2 separate regions of the Rattus norvegicus genome follow, and region 2 is linked to region 1. The links are chromatin contacts, called in public Hi-C maps. All regions are on one chromosome and are shown on one strand. Each heading gives the region's core, a stretch centred on a gene start, on an enhancer-like site or on the middle of the called end of the contact. The rest is flanking DNA. Distances are from core to core; before and after follow the strand shown. Region 1 holds the start of Kbtbd7 (kelch repeat and BTB domain containing 7). Region 2 holds the start of Sugt1 (SGT1 homolog, MIS12 kinetochore complex assembly cochaperone).

Evidence for each region. A called contact is a pair of places that touch in the nucleus more often than the background predicts.
Region 2: a contact with region 1 is called in a Hi-C map of liver, with 2.9 times the contacts expected there. The contact joins the promoter of Sugt1 here to the promoter of Kbtbd7 in region 1. A contact is called at or near these places in 3 of 12 Hi-C or Micro-C datasets (frontal cortex, liver and mammary epithelial cells).

Annotation. Positions count from the first base shown.
Region 1 is chr15:61,211,657-61,218,076 of GRCr8, forward strand. Kbtbd7 (kelch repeat and BTB domain containing 7) reads left to right here and starts at 4,301. Exons shown (of 1, transcript NM_001302944.1): 1 at 4,301-6,420. The coding sequence starts at 4,586. It overlaps Mtrf1 (mitochondrial translation release factor 1), which reads left to right. Exons shown (of 11, transcript NM_001399523.1): 11 at 1,765-2,122. The coding sequence ends at 1,878.
Region 2 is chr15:61,398,487-61,404,702 of GRCr8, forward strand. It overlaps Sugt1 (SGT1 homolog, MIS12 kinetochore complex assembly cochaperone), which reads left to right and starts at 1,992. Exons shown (of 13, transcript NM_001013051.1): 1 at 1,992-2,081; 2 at 2,169-2,226. The coding sequence starts at 2,044.

The DNA of each region.
Region 1 (6,420 bases), core at 3,051-5,550:
ATACTAGATCTTTTCTGTGACCTTGGAACTCACCAATTGACTAGACTGCCTAGCCAAAGTGAACTTTGGAAATTTGCCTATGTCTAACAACATACCCTGCTCTATGGTTATACACAGATGTGTGTGTGTGTGTGTGTGTGTGTGTGTGTTTCTCTTTTACACGGGACCTAAGATCTGTACTTAGGTCTTCATGCATACATGGCCATGTCACAGTCTTTGACTTTCCAATTAAAATTTTTAGATTTTCTTATGTATATGAATGTTCTGTATGTATTATGTATGTATGTATGTATGTATGTATGTATGTATGTATATATGTATGTATGTATGTATGTATGCATACCGTGTGCATGCCTGGTTCCCAGAGAGGTGGAGGGCATTGGAATTGGAGTTGCAGATGGTTACGAGTCACCTTGTAGGTGTTGGGACTCAAACCCAGGTTTCCCTGTGTATGGGGAACTTGCTTTGTAGATCAAACTGGTCTTCTGGTCTTAAACTCAGAGATCCACCTACCTCTGCCTCCTGTGTACTGGAGTGGACTATTTTTTTCTTTAGCAGACAAACACACTCTTTATTAACTGATAGAAGCCACAGGTAACATTTTCTGTCAAAGATAGTGTGCTAACAGAGACTACTGTAAAAAAAAAAAAACCCTCAGCCATGGGTCTTTGAAGACAGGCAGTTGGTCAGTTTCAAAAACTCATTCAGATGTCTCTGTCTTATCTCCAGAGTCATTGGAAAAATCAAAGTCACAGATTTCATTGTATTGATTTCAAATCAATGATTTGTAATTCAATCAATTTGAGTTCAAAGTAAAATGATAACTTAAGCAATTAAAGTAGTAATTTGTTTTTTTAGATTCATGTTTTAAGAAAAACATAGACTGAAACCCGAGACTCTCCATAGATTAGCAGTTGTGTTAATAATATCACAGAATATTAGTAAACCTTTGTTGTTAGTGATAACTATGAAGAAACAGACAATTGTTTGCTCTCTCTTTTTATTATCAGGGGGTGTTAGTCTGCTTTCCCTCAGGGTAACAGATACCTGAGAAAAGCAACCTGAAAAGGGAAGAGATTGCCTTATCTCTCCGTCTCAAGGCTTCAGACTGCGAATCTCACTTCCAGTCCCCTGAAGACATACCATGACCAAAGCAACTTGTAAAAGAAAGGCATCTAGCTGGGGGCTTCTACCGTTTCTGAGGATAAATCCATGACCACAGTAGGGGGAAGCATGGCAGCAGGCATGCATGGTGCTGGAGCAGTAGCTAAGAGCTATGCCTTATGTGCAAGATGAGGCAGAGAGCGAGAGAGTGTGTGAAACTGGGTCTGGCTTAGGCTTTAGACATCTTGGACATTTTTAGAGCCCATCTCTAGAGACATACTTCCTCCACTAAGGCCATACTTCCTAATATTAAACAATCTACCAACTGGGAACGAGCATTTAAACTTAGGAGTCTGTGGGGCTATTCTCCCACACCATGACTACCTGGCCCCTGTTTTGGGCCTATGACAGCACAGAACATCATGTGGGGAACGAGTGGCAGAGGAAGCCATTTACCTCATATCCTGGAGGTAAAATGGAGAGGAATCCATTAGTATCCTTCAGTTCCATTCAGGGCACACCTTCCATTAGGCATGCCTCTTTTAGGTTTCTACCACTTTATAAAAGATGAGGGTCTATCGTTTACCACATGGGTTTTTGGAACACACCTGAGATCCAAACTGTATAGTCAGGTTTCATAAATAACTCCTCTGTTATCAGGAATTTTTACGTGGTGAGAAGTGCCTGGATCAGCTAATTGAGAGACTGCTTCAATCAGCAGATGAAGAGGCCATTGCTGAATTTTTGGATGAAAGCCTTCAATCAGTGAAATAAATGTGGTTTATTATTGTTATATAAATGAAGTGGACTTTAATCAGGAAACAGACAGGTGTGGAAACTTAATAAATATTCATAAAGTTTGGATGCGCCCACAGAGTTTTTATAGAAATCATTTTAATGAAAGAAACTCACATTTCTTGACATAGAGGTTTATTTTAGGTTTCAGTAAGTAATCCAACTCTCCAAGTAGAAAATAAGCTTGTAACATCAAAAAGAAAAATAAAATATGAAAAATTGATGGTATGAGATGAATCAACTGTTTCTTTTAGGACTTTTGAAAACCATGAGCATTTTCTTCCAAAGGGAGCACAGGTCTGCGCCACCATGCCTCGCTTAGATTAAATTAATTTAAGATATTACATGGCAGGTTCGGGACAAATTCATAGCTACTAAGTATTTGAAACAGAAGGGATGCATACAGGGCGCCCACTCACCAGGCTTCCACGGGGCGAGAGTGGCCTCTGTTGGCAGTTATGATCAAAAGGCATTAGGCATTGTTTTTCCTTTTAATTTAGAGACTCTGCAGAGTGTGTGGTGAACTCTTGTGAAGTTAATTTGCATCCATCTGATAACGAATGACTTGGACATCTTTGTGTGTTTTTATTTGCCAGTATACATAGAACCTGCTATTTCCCCAGACGAGTGCTTACGTTTTTATTTTCACCACACTGTGGAAGAGCAGAAACTTGGGATTTGGTTGTCACTTTGTGTTTTTATTGTTTTATTTAAATGCTGTGTGTCTCCCAAGAACTCCAGCCCCAATAGAAGCTTTGTAGTTTTTGTTTGTTTCCAAACAGGTTTTTCTGTATGTAGCCCTGTCTGTCCTGGAAATCCCTGTGTAGACCAGGCTGGCCTTGAAGTCACAGAGATCCAACCTGCCTCTCTGGTGCTAGGATTCCAGGCAGGTGACACCATACCTGGCAGCTTTGCAGTTCTTAGTCTTCCCTTTAGGGCTAAGATTTATCTTGATGGTTTTCCTTAGAGTTTAAGGAACAGAGTCCATTAACACTGTTGACTTTGATGAGTTGCTTCAATCACTTGCTGAAAAACTCCCCTTAGCACGGCATTGCTATCCACTGCTGGTTTCTCACTTTTAACCTGGAGGTGGGTGAGATGACTCAGCTAGGAAAAGCACTCTTTTCTTACCAAGCCTCAAGACCTGAGTTGGATTACCAGAACCGACATGGTGGAAGGAAAAACGACTCTGTCCTTCAGACATGTATCACACACTCTCACACAGCGTAAGTAAAACATAATAAAAATTCAAATTAATTAAACTATTAGAAAGGATCCGTCAGTTGCATAGCGGTGAGCCCTCAGAATCTAGTCACGTCTCAAAAGCCTATTAACCAAACTCACCGACACATAAGTATTTACAGGACAGTTTGCTATTTAAACTGTAATAACAAGGAAAACAAAACCACCTATTTGTTTATACCTAGTCTACAAATTTAAAGGGCATCCATCAGTGCTCTTCTTAGGGCCTCAAATTAGTTGTCCAATGCTTCCTAATGAATCTACGTATCTTCTGAGGGTTTTCTGGGGCAGGGTTTTTTGTCTTGAGACAGGGTTTCTCTTTGTGTGGCCCTAGCTCTTCTGGAACTCTCTCTGTAGATAAGGCTGGTCTCCATCAAATGAGATTATCCTGCTTCTGCCTCCTGAGTGGTGGGTGGCACATGCCTTTAATCCTCGCACCTGGTAGGCTGAGGCCGGTGGATCCAGGACAGCCAGGGCTTACACGGAGAAGCCCTGTCTCACAACAACAGAAAGAAAAAGAAAAAACCCGAATGTGCAGAAATTTACAGTTTTCTTTAATGTCTCATCTCTTCAAATTAGTGGGTATATTTCTATAAGAGTAAGTAAAACAATAATGATTGATTTCACATTTTTAAAGACAATCTATGACTTTAATAATTATTCTAATAAAAAGAAAGAACTCTATAAATTGCACATACCATTCAGTCTTCACACAAACTAAATAGTGCTATCCTCAGTTTTCAAATTCGATAAAGTTTTCAGAAGGAAGTCATACAATCATATAATACACTGGGTACTTTTACTTTCGACTTGAGAGCCATTTTATTTTATTTTAGTGAGATGGGCTCTCTCTACATAGTTCAAGCTGTACTGTAACTTACTATGTAGACCAAGCTGTCCTCAAACTGAAGGGATCGTTCTGCCTCAGCCTCCCCGGTGCTGGGATTAAAAGCGTCTGTCATTATGAAAGGAATAAACTTAACGTATCAAATTCAGGATACTATCCACTTTCTACCTCAGTGAAGAATTCAATAACAGAAACGATTAAGAGGTTACGTAAACTACAATTCCCAAGATGCAAGGCGGCTTCGGAGCCCAAGGATCCCGTCATGCATCGAGACACGCGAAAGGCAACCTGGGAAGGGTAGTTTGTCTGGGCATCTACCCGTCTCGCCAGCGCGGCAGAAGCTGCTACTGCGGCTGGATCCCAGGGTCGTGTGAGGGTGAGCTGTGGTGAGAAAGGGCGCGAAGGGAAACGGTGAGTCAGCCGCGGGCTACGCGATAAAGGGAGGCGGCACCGCGGCGAAGGCCCAGCTGAGTAATCGCGGCCGCGAGCTGAGTCTGTTCTGGGACGCCGCTGTGTCGGCGTCGGCGAGGGAGGCGTGAGGAGAAGCCCGGCGTCTGCAGCCGTTCTCGCCCTCGGCGCCCCGCCGCCATCTCCACCATGCAGTCCCGGGAAGACGCCCCGCGCTCTCGCCGCCTCGCCAGTCCCCGCGGCGGGAGGCGGCCCAAGAGGATTTCCAAGCCCTCTGTGTCGGCCTTTTTCACCGGCCCAGAGGAATTAAAGGACACGGCCCATTCTGCAGCCCTCCTGGCACAGCTCAAGTCTTTCTACGACGCGCGTCTGCTGTGCGATGTGACCATCGAGGTGGTGACGCCTGGCAGTGGGCCCGGCACGGGGCGCCTCTTCTCGTGCAACCGCAACGTGCTGGCGGCGGCTTGCCCCTACTTCAAGAGCATGTTCACAGGGGGCATGTACGAGAGCCAGCAGGCCAGCGTGACCATCCACGACGTGGATGCCGAGTCCTTCGAGGTCTTGGTGGACTACTGCTACACTGGCCGCGTGTCGCTGAGCGAGGCCAATGTGCAGCGCCTGTACGCGGCCTCGGATATGCTCCAGCTGGAGTACGTGCGTGAAGCCTGTGCTTCCTTCCTGGCTCGCCGACTTGACCTGACCAACTGCACTGCCATCCTCAAGTTTGCCGATGCCTTTGACCACCACAAGCTGCGCTCTCAGGCCCAGTCCTTCATAGCTCACAACTTCAAGCAGCTCAGCAGGATGGGTTCCATTCGGGAGGAGACGCTGGCCGATCTGACCCTGGCCCAGCTGCTGGCCGTCCTGCGTCTGGACAGTCTGGATGTAGAGAGTGAGAAGACTGTGTGTCACGTGGCGGTGCAGTGGCTGGAGGCTGCTCCCAAAGAGCGGGGCCCTAGCGCTGCTGAAGTCTTTAAGTGTATTCGTTGGGCACACTTCCCTGCAGAAGATCAGGACTACCTGGGAGGGTTACTGACCAAGCCTATTGTGAAGAAATACTGCCTGGACGTTATTGAAGGGGCCCTTCTGCAGCTGCGATTTGGTGATAGGTTGTACAAGTCAGTGGTGTCCAAGCCAAACAGCAGCCACAGCAGCAGTAGCAACAATAGCAGTAACAGCAGCAGCACCAGTAGCTCTGTTGTGTCTGTAGCGGAAAATCCACCCCAAAGATTGGGTATGTGTGCCAAAGAGATGGTGATATTTTTTGGACACCCCCGAGACCCCTTTCTCTGTTATGACCCTTATTCGGGAGATATCTACACAATGCCGTCTCCTTTGACCAGCTTGGCACACACTAAGACCATTACATCTTCAGCTGTTTGTGTCTCTCCAGACCATGACATCTATCTTGCCGCCCAACCCAGGAAAGACCTATGGGTGTATAAACCAGCCCAAAATAGTTGGCATCAGCTGGCAGACCGCTTGCTGTGTCGAGAGGGCATGGATGTGGCATATCTGAACGGCTACATTTACATCTTGGGTGGGCGAGACCCAGTTACTGGAGTTAAACTAAAGGAAGTGGAATGCTACAGTGTTCAAAGGAACCAGTGGGCATTGGTGGCTCCTGTACCGCATTCCTTTTATTCATTCGAACTAATAGTGGTTCAGAATTACCTTTACGCTGTCAACAGTAAGCGCATGCTCTGCTATGATCCTAGCCATAACATGTGGCTGAATTGTGCATCTCTTAAACGAAGTGACTTTCAAGAAGCCTGTGTCTTCAAAGACGAAATCTATTGTATTTGTGACATCCCAGTCATGAAGGTCTACAACCCGGCTAGAGGAGAGTGGAGGCGGATCAGTAATATTCCACTGGACTCAGAAACCCACAACTACCAGATCGTCAATCATGACCAAAAGTTGCTGCTCATCACTTCTACCACCCCACAGTGGAAAAAGAACCGAGTGACAGTATATGAATACGACACTAGGGAAGACCAATGGATTAATATAGGTACCATGTT
Region 2 (6,216 bases), core at 742-3,241, 180 kb after region 1:
GGTATGTCTGAAGACATCTGCAGTGTACTTATATAATAATAATAATAATAATAATAATAATAATAATAATAATAATAAAGTCCAAGTAGATAAACTTAAATGTGGAAAGTGAGCAATCGACATGTTTCAGTAGCCTTTGAGTAGGCAGTCTCACAGCTGGCACAAAGGAAATGATTATAAGTTGATCTACGTGAAAACTTGTTGTAGACGATATTAAGATATAAAGAACTGCAAACTGAACAACATGAACATTTGCTTTCAAGACATTTAGGCAGAAGACAATCCTCATCTTTATGCTTCTGTTTGGTGTCTGCTGGGTACACAAAACAACCTTAAATGGGAAAGATCCAAATGGAAACTCTCTACCTTCCCTTACAAACCTGCTTAGCTTCAGTTTACTTCAGCTAACTCGATCTTCTCAGCAATCACTCAAACCTGAAACCTGCACCTCTTTGAGTTTAGTGGCCAGCTGGCCCTGTTCTGCCTCAATTGTCTCTCCCTACTTCTCCATTCCTACAAGTGGGTTCAGATTCCTTTCTTTGACCTGTTATCTTCTATCAGCCCTTCTTTTCCCCCTTCCAACCACTCATTTACAATATAGATGGTATATACCTACAGGTTGCAAATTTGTTACACTTTAAACTTTGTAGTATTCCACACTTCTATCTCTTGATGATCCCACACGTACTTAAATCTTTGTAACTTCCATTTTTTCCATCTTGAATACGGACTCGTTTTTTCTATCTTGAAAATGGACTCGTTTCTCCGTGTTTTCAAATGCCCTCCCACCCCTACTTTTTGCATCTGCAAGGGGTGAGTGGTAGGTGGGAGTTTTTAACAAAAAATGAGCATACCCAGGATAACTAGCAAGCACAATCAGGAGTTTGGCTAGTATGGAAAATGTGCTAGAAAAGCTCTTTTAAAGTAAGAACTTAGAAAAGTGGGCCAGTTTAACAGTGGGGAGATGTACGCAAATGCCTAAACTGTAATTTTTTTCTTCGTGGACTGTCATATTTCCAGACCTGAGGTCTTACATACCATGATTGAAGAAACCATGGACCGCCTTATTCATTTCACCTGCTAAAATGCATTTCGTAAAAAGACTTTCTGAGCGTATTAACAGCTTTTAAATCAAGTTTGGTGTGCAGTCTTAATGCAGCGGATATTTTAATTCTGCTACTTGCTCCGCTGAACCTATAATTGCCACTCTTTCCTGTTGCTTCTTACCACTTAGTCTCAAAGAACTCGCAGGAAGTTTCCCAGTTGATGTTTGGCTCTAAGGATGGCGGGGGATGGGGGATGCTCATTGGTTACTTGGAACACAAGACCATTAGTTGTAGGTCATTTTCATCCACGCGGTGCCTGCGAAACAGGCTTTTCTTAGTTTGGAAAGCGGACTAGGAAGGAAGCTTGGAGTGTGGAGCACTAGGACCTGGTTGGGCCTCCGGAAAACTCCATTCTTCATGCCGGTAACGTGACTTCCGGCGAGCCAGCCCGTCCGGGTTCTCCACGGATAGTCGAGCGAACTGATGCGCCATACCCGGCTCGCTGCCGGAAGAGACTTGGCAGCCACGAATGACGTCACGCACAACTTGGCCGCCTGCGGTAGCCATGATGAAAACCGGAGGAAACAGAGCTTAACGTGACACGCTTTAACAATACGAGAAACCCCGCAACGGGTTCCAGTACCTTACAGCGGCCTTTGAAACAATATTAAAAAGCCTACAAGTCATGCGGGAGCCCCCGCCCCGGGCATGCGGACAGGCACAGGCCTCGTGGCCACGCCCTCGGGGCGGGACCTTGTGCGCGTCACGGGTAGGGGCGGGGCCGGAGAGCGTTTCCTCCTCTTTCCCAGCCGGCCCTGCGCCTACCTGCCCACCCTGCGCCTCCTTTTCCGCGGCCGCATGCTGAGCGATCGCTGATTGGCCACGGAGGACGGAAGCTCAGTTGGGGTTTCTTTAGAAGTTTTCCCCTCCTGGGCGGCGGCGGAGCTGGTAACCAAGGTAGAAAACGCTCAGGCAGACGCTTTCGTGACTCCTAGGGATGGCGGCAGCTGCAGCAGGACCTGCATCGTCCCAGCGGTGCGTGATTTTCTTCACCTTTGCTATTTGTCGTTCAATTCTTTCCTTGGTTAGACAGCCCTGCTGAAGTCGTTGTTTTCCTGGCAGGTTTTTCCAGAGCTTCCCAGATGCTCTGATCGACGGGGACCCCCAGGCGGCGTTAGAGGTGAGTGAGCTCATTTCTGCTTCTTTTGCACTGGGACTGTTGGGTTCCTATAGACTCCGCCTCTTCCCAGCATTACCTTCGTGGGACCAGAGCTACAATTTTCAATGTGTCTCAGTCCCTAGATTAAGATCCATTTCTTTGTCCCCTAGTAATCCCTTTGCTATAGATCTTGTCCCTCCTCTCCACAAGCTCCTGGTGGGGGTACCTCCCTCCTATTTATTTCTTGGACACATAGTTACCCTCCGTGATTGCTCTTATAATGGCATTTATGATCAAGGAAAAGGCGAAAATCGGGCTTGATGTATTATTTTTTACTTTAACAGTTATGTTTGCCCTTATGTGTCAGGTACTGTTAAGTGTCCTTAATTAAGTTTACTAAAGAACGTTTTCCCTTCTGTGCCTGCAACTTTACAGATGACTGCTTGTTCTTTATACAATTGTTTATTAAAACGTGTTTTTTACCTAGACTAATCTCAAGGTTTGGATCCTGAGAAGGCTTGGGATGTACTAGTAAATAAACCCTGCCTACATTTTTAATATTATATGAATTTCCTTTGGTTCATTTCAGGTGAAGTCTAGAACAAACTAGCTTTGTATGGATGTTAGGAGCGCTAGCTGGATTCTGGAGAGTTATCAGCACATATCCACTATGGTGGTACAGGCCTGTAATTCTGGTACTCAGGCGATGAATGCACTAGGATCAGAAATTAAAGGTCATCCACAGTAACTTAGTGAGTTGAGGCTAGCCTTGAATGTGTGAAACTCTGCTACACTTCAGAGCTCCATGAATCACTGGAAAAAGGCAACATTTTTATGTTCTGAGCCTTAGAGAAACCGCTTTTCTAGAGGCTAGCAGACTAGAATAGCTACATTGTTGCTTGAATGTTACAAGCTCCATTTTGTATCCTTAAGTCTACGGAATGGTCATCAGGTTTGAGAGCAAGGTATTATTAGTGAGCCTGCTGTTGGCGGCACACACCTTTAATCCCAGTACTTGGGAGTGAATTTCTTTGAGTTTGAGGCTCACCTGGTCTACCATGAGAGTACCAGGACAGCCAGGATTCCACAGAGAAACCCTGCCTCAAAAGAAAACAAAAACCAAGGCATTAGTGACTTTGAGATTAGGGCTACAGAGGCAAATATTTTTTTATATTTTCTGCCAAAGGAAATAAAAACAAAATGGAGAGTAGGGGGAGGCCTGAGAAAGGAGGAGGAAACAAAAAATTATTGAAAGCTTATTGAATGCTGGGTACAGATCTAGGCTGCCCCGGAAACCCTAGGATCACTGGCAGATGCTGTTCCTTCTAATGTATTCAATGTGGTACTCTACAACCTCTGGCTGCCACACATTCTGGACTTTGAATGAAAACGAGCACCAGTGGAACATGGGCACAAGGGTAAAAAGCTGAGAGAGAGAGAGAGAGAGAGAGAGAGAGAGAGAGAGAGAGAGAGAGAGATATCTAAGTTATATGGTAAGCTGTACCTGTGAGGGACTGAGAGAAGTGTAGAGGCTAGCATTGACCTTGACAAGCTGATAGGCATCACTGAAACCTGTTAATAGAAGAGCCTACATTCCTTTTGCCAGAGATAAGGAGAAAGCTCCTTTAGCAAGTAGGAACTATCTTCAGGCCCTTGAAAGAGTGCTGGCTTTTGTCTAAATGCCAGACTTGGGGAAAGGAGTTTCTTGGGGGGGACTGACACTGTTTCTGGTCCTGCTTTGTTTTACTGTATTAATGATACAGTAGCCAGACTGACAGTTGAATCATGTCACTTTCCTACTAGAACTTTCCATGACCTTCCCTCATACTGAAGGTCCAAACAACTTACAATGGCCAGCAGGGTGCCTGGTGCAGTGGACATCTTGGAATTTCTTTCTGTAGAGCTACACTGTTTCCGGTGCTTCTGCTGCTTTTGCCCCAGATACGCTTGCCCTATATCTTGGTTTACCCGGGGATGCCTGTTTCTTTAGATTTCACCTGAAATGATCCTGCTCAGAGGAACTAGTTTTTCTGTCTAAATCAGGCCTGAAAATAGCCTCAAGACAGCAGGGGTTTTGTGTATCTTGATTCTTTACTGCTATGTTCTCAGGGTAGCACTTGGGGCTCACGATGGGCAAGCTTTCTCCTGCACGGATTCTTGCACACTTGTCATTAGCTACATTTTTACTCAGTAGGGAGTTGAAGTACAGCATAAAAAGGTTAACTTGCTCAAAACAAAGAAGCTTGGAAGCAGCAGGTTTCTGGTTTCAAGGGATTAAGGTCATCTGGCAGGGAGAGGACTGGGCTATATGATACCCCAACTAGTAGCTACTTGGAAGCCACTTTGTTGAGGGCACAGGCTGAGATTGATAAACATGTAGTGTGCTGACATTTTTCTCTCCAGCAGTGCTTAGTTAAATGGACTGATGTTTCTATGCTTAGACCCTAGCTAGGTAACTGTAGGGAAAAGAAGAGGAACCGGATACACACACACACACACACACACACACACACACACACACACACACACACACACAGAGGTTCTTTGAACCTTAGCATTTTTAAAGGGCTTAAAAACTTAAATATTTAAAAATTTACTAAGAGTTAGTATTAATTAAAAAAAATTGTTTTGAAGCTTTGCTGGGGTTTGAGCCCAGGTCCTCATGCATGTTAAGTGCATGGTCTGCCTCTACACCTATTCCTACAGCGCCAGCTTCAAAGTCGTATTTGTTACTGAGGCAGGGTTTCACGTATCCTAAGCTACCCTCAAGTCATATGTAACTAAGGGTGACTCTGAACTTCTGACCCTTATGCATGCTAGGATTATAGGCCTGTGACAGGGATCAAACCCAGGGCTTCATGTATGCCAGGCAAGCATTCTACCAAGTGACCTACAGCCCAAACCCATCTAAAGTCTCAATTTTAATGTCCTACATCCCCCTCCCCCAATTATTGTTCGGTTAGTGGTGTGTTTCTCACTGTGGTTTTTGCTTGCCCGTTTCTTGTGGCAGTGGAATTGATGCTGTTCAGTTGCTCTACCACGGGAGCCACAGTACTCATTTTCTGCACGTGTATTTTTGGACTTGTTTACAATAGGTTTGGCTTAGGTCTGCACTAATTCATAGCCTTTTGCTGCTGTGATTCAAGTGTTGGCACCAGAGATGTCGCCTCTTGAGGTGCTGCTTCCATTGACTACCATGCTTCTGTAGGCAGCAACTCTTGAAAGAGAGTGGTGCACTAAAAGCATGCTAACTAAGATCGTGAGTCATTGTCTTAGTGGTTTGTTTGGGGCTTTATTATACCTGGCTTATCCATAAATCACGTTTTATTCATTGCAAATTTGTCATTTTAAGTTTGACTCTCACTGTTTTTTGTTTGTTTGTATGATTGTTTTGGAAACAACTTTTTCGTTACAGCCTTTCCAAGTCTGCATGTTTTATGAGACTGAACTATTATTACTAAATTTGTTTTTCTTAACTAACAATGGATTAGTGGTTTTAAAGAACATTTACGAGTGGCTTGAACTACTGAGCCTTTTACTTGACTTTATAAGAAGAGGAATCAATAAGCTGCCTGTGGCTCATGCCTGTAATCTCAGCACTTGGGGCTACAGGAGGGGACAGCAAGTTTGAAGCCAGCCTAGGCTACATAGTATATCCTACAGACTATATAGTACATACATGGTAATAACTTTTTTTTTGACTTTTTGTTCTTTTCAACTTCTTTTAATTTTAGTTTAAGACACAGAAGCCCAGGTTGATTATGTGGGCAAGGGTAATTTTTGAACTAAAGGTCCTCCTGCCTCTCCTTTTCTAGTGTTGGAATTATAATCTTATGCAGCCATATAGCACCACCATGCTGGTTTTTATGTGGTGTTGGGGATTGGAAAGGGGTTTTGTCAGACCACAACTAGACAATGTGCAGACGGGGAGAGACACTGGGGCCTGCAGCTAAGTGGGGTACTTTTATCCAACCCCTTTCTGGAAGGCTTAGGATGGGGGGCTTAGGGGAA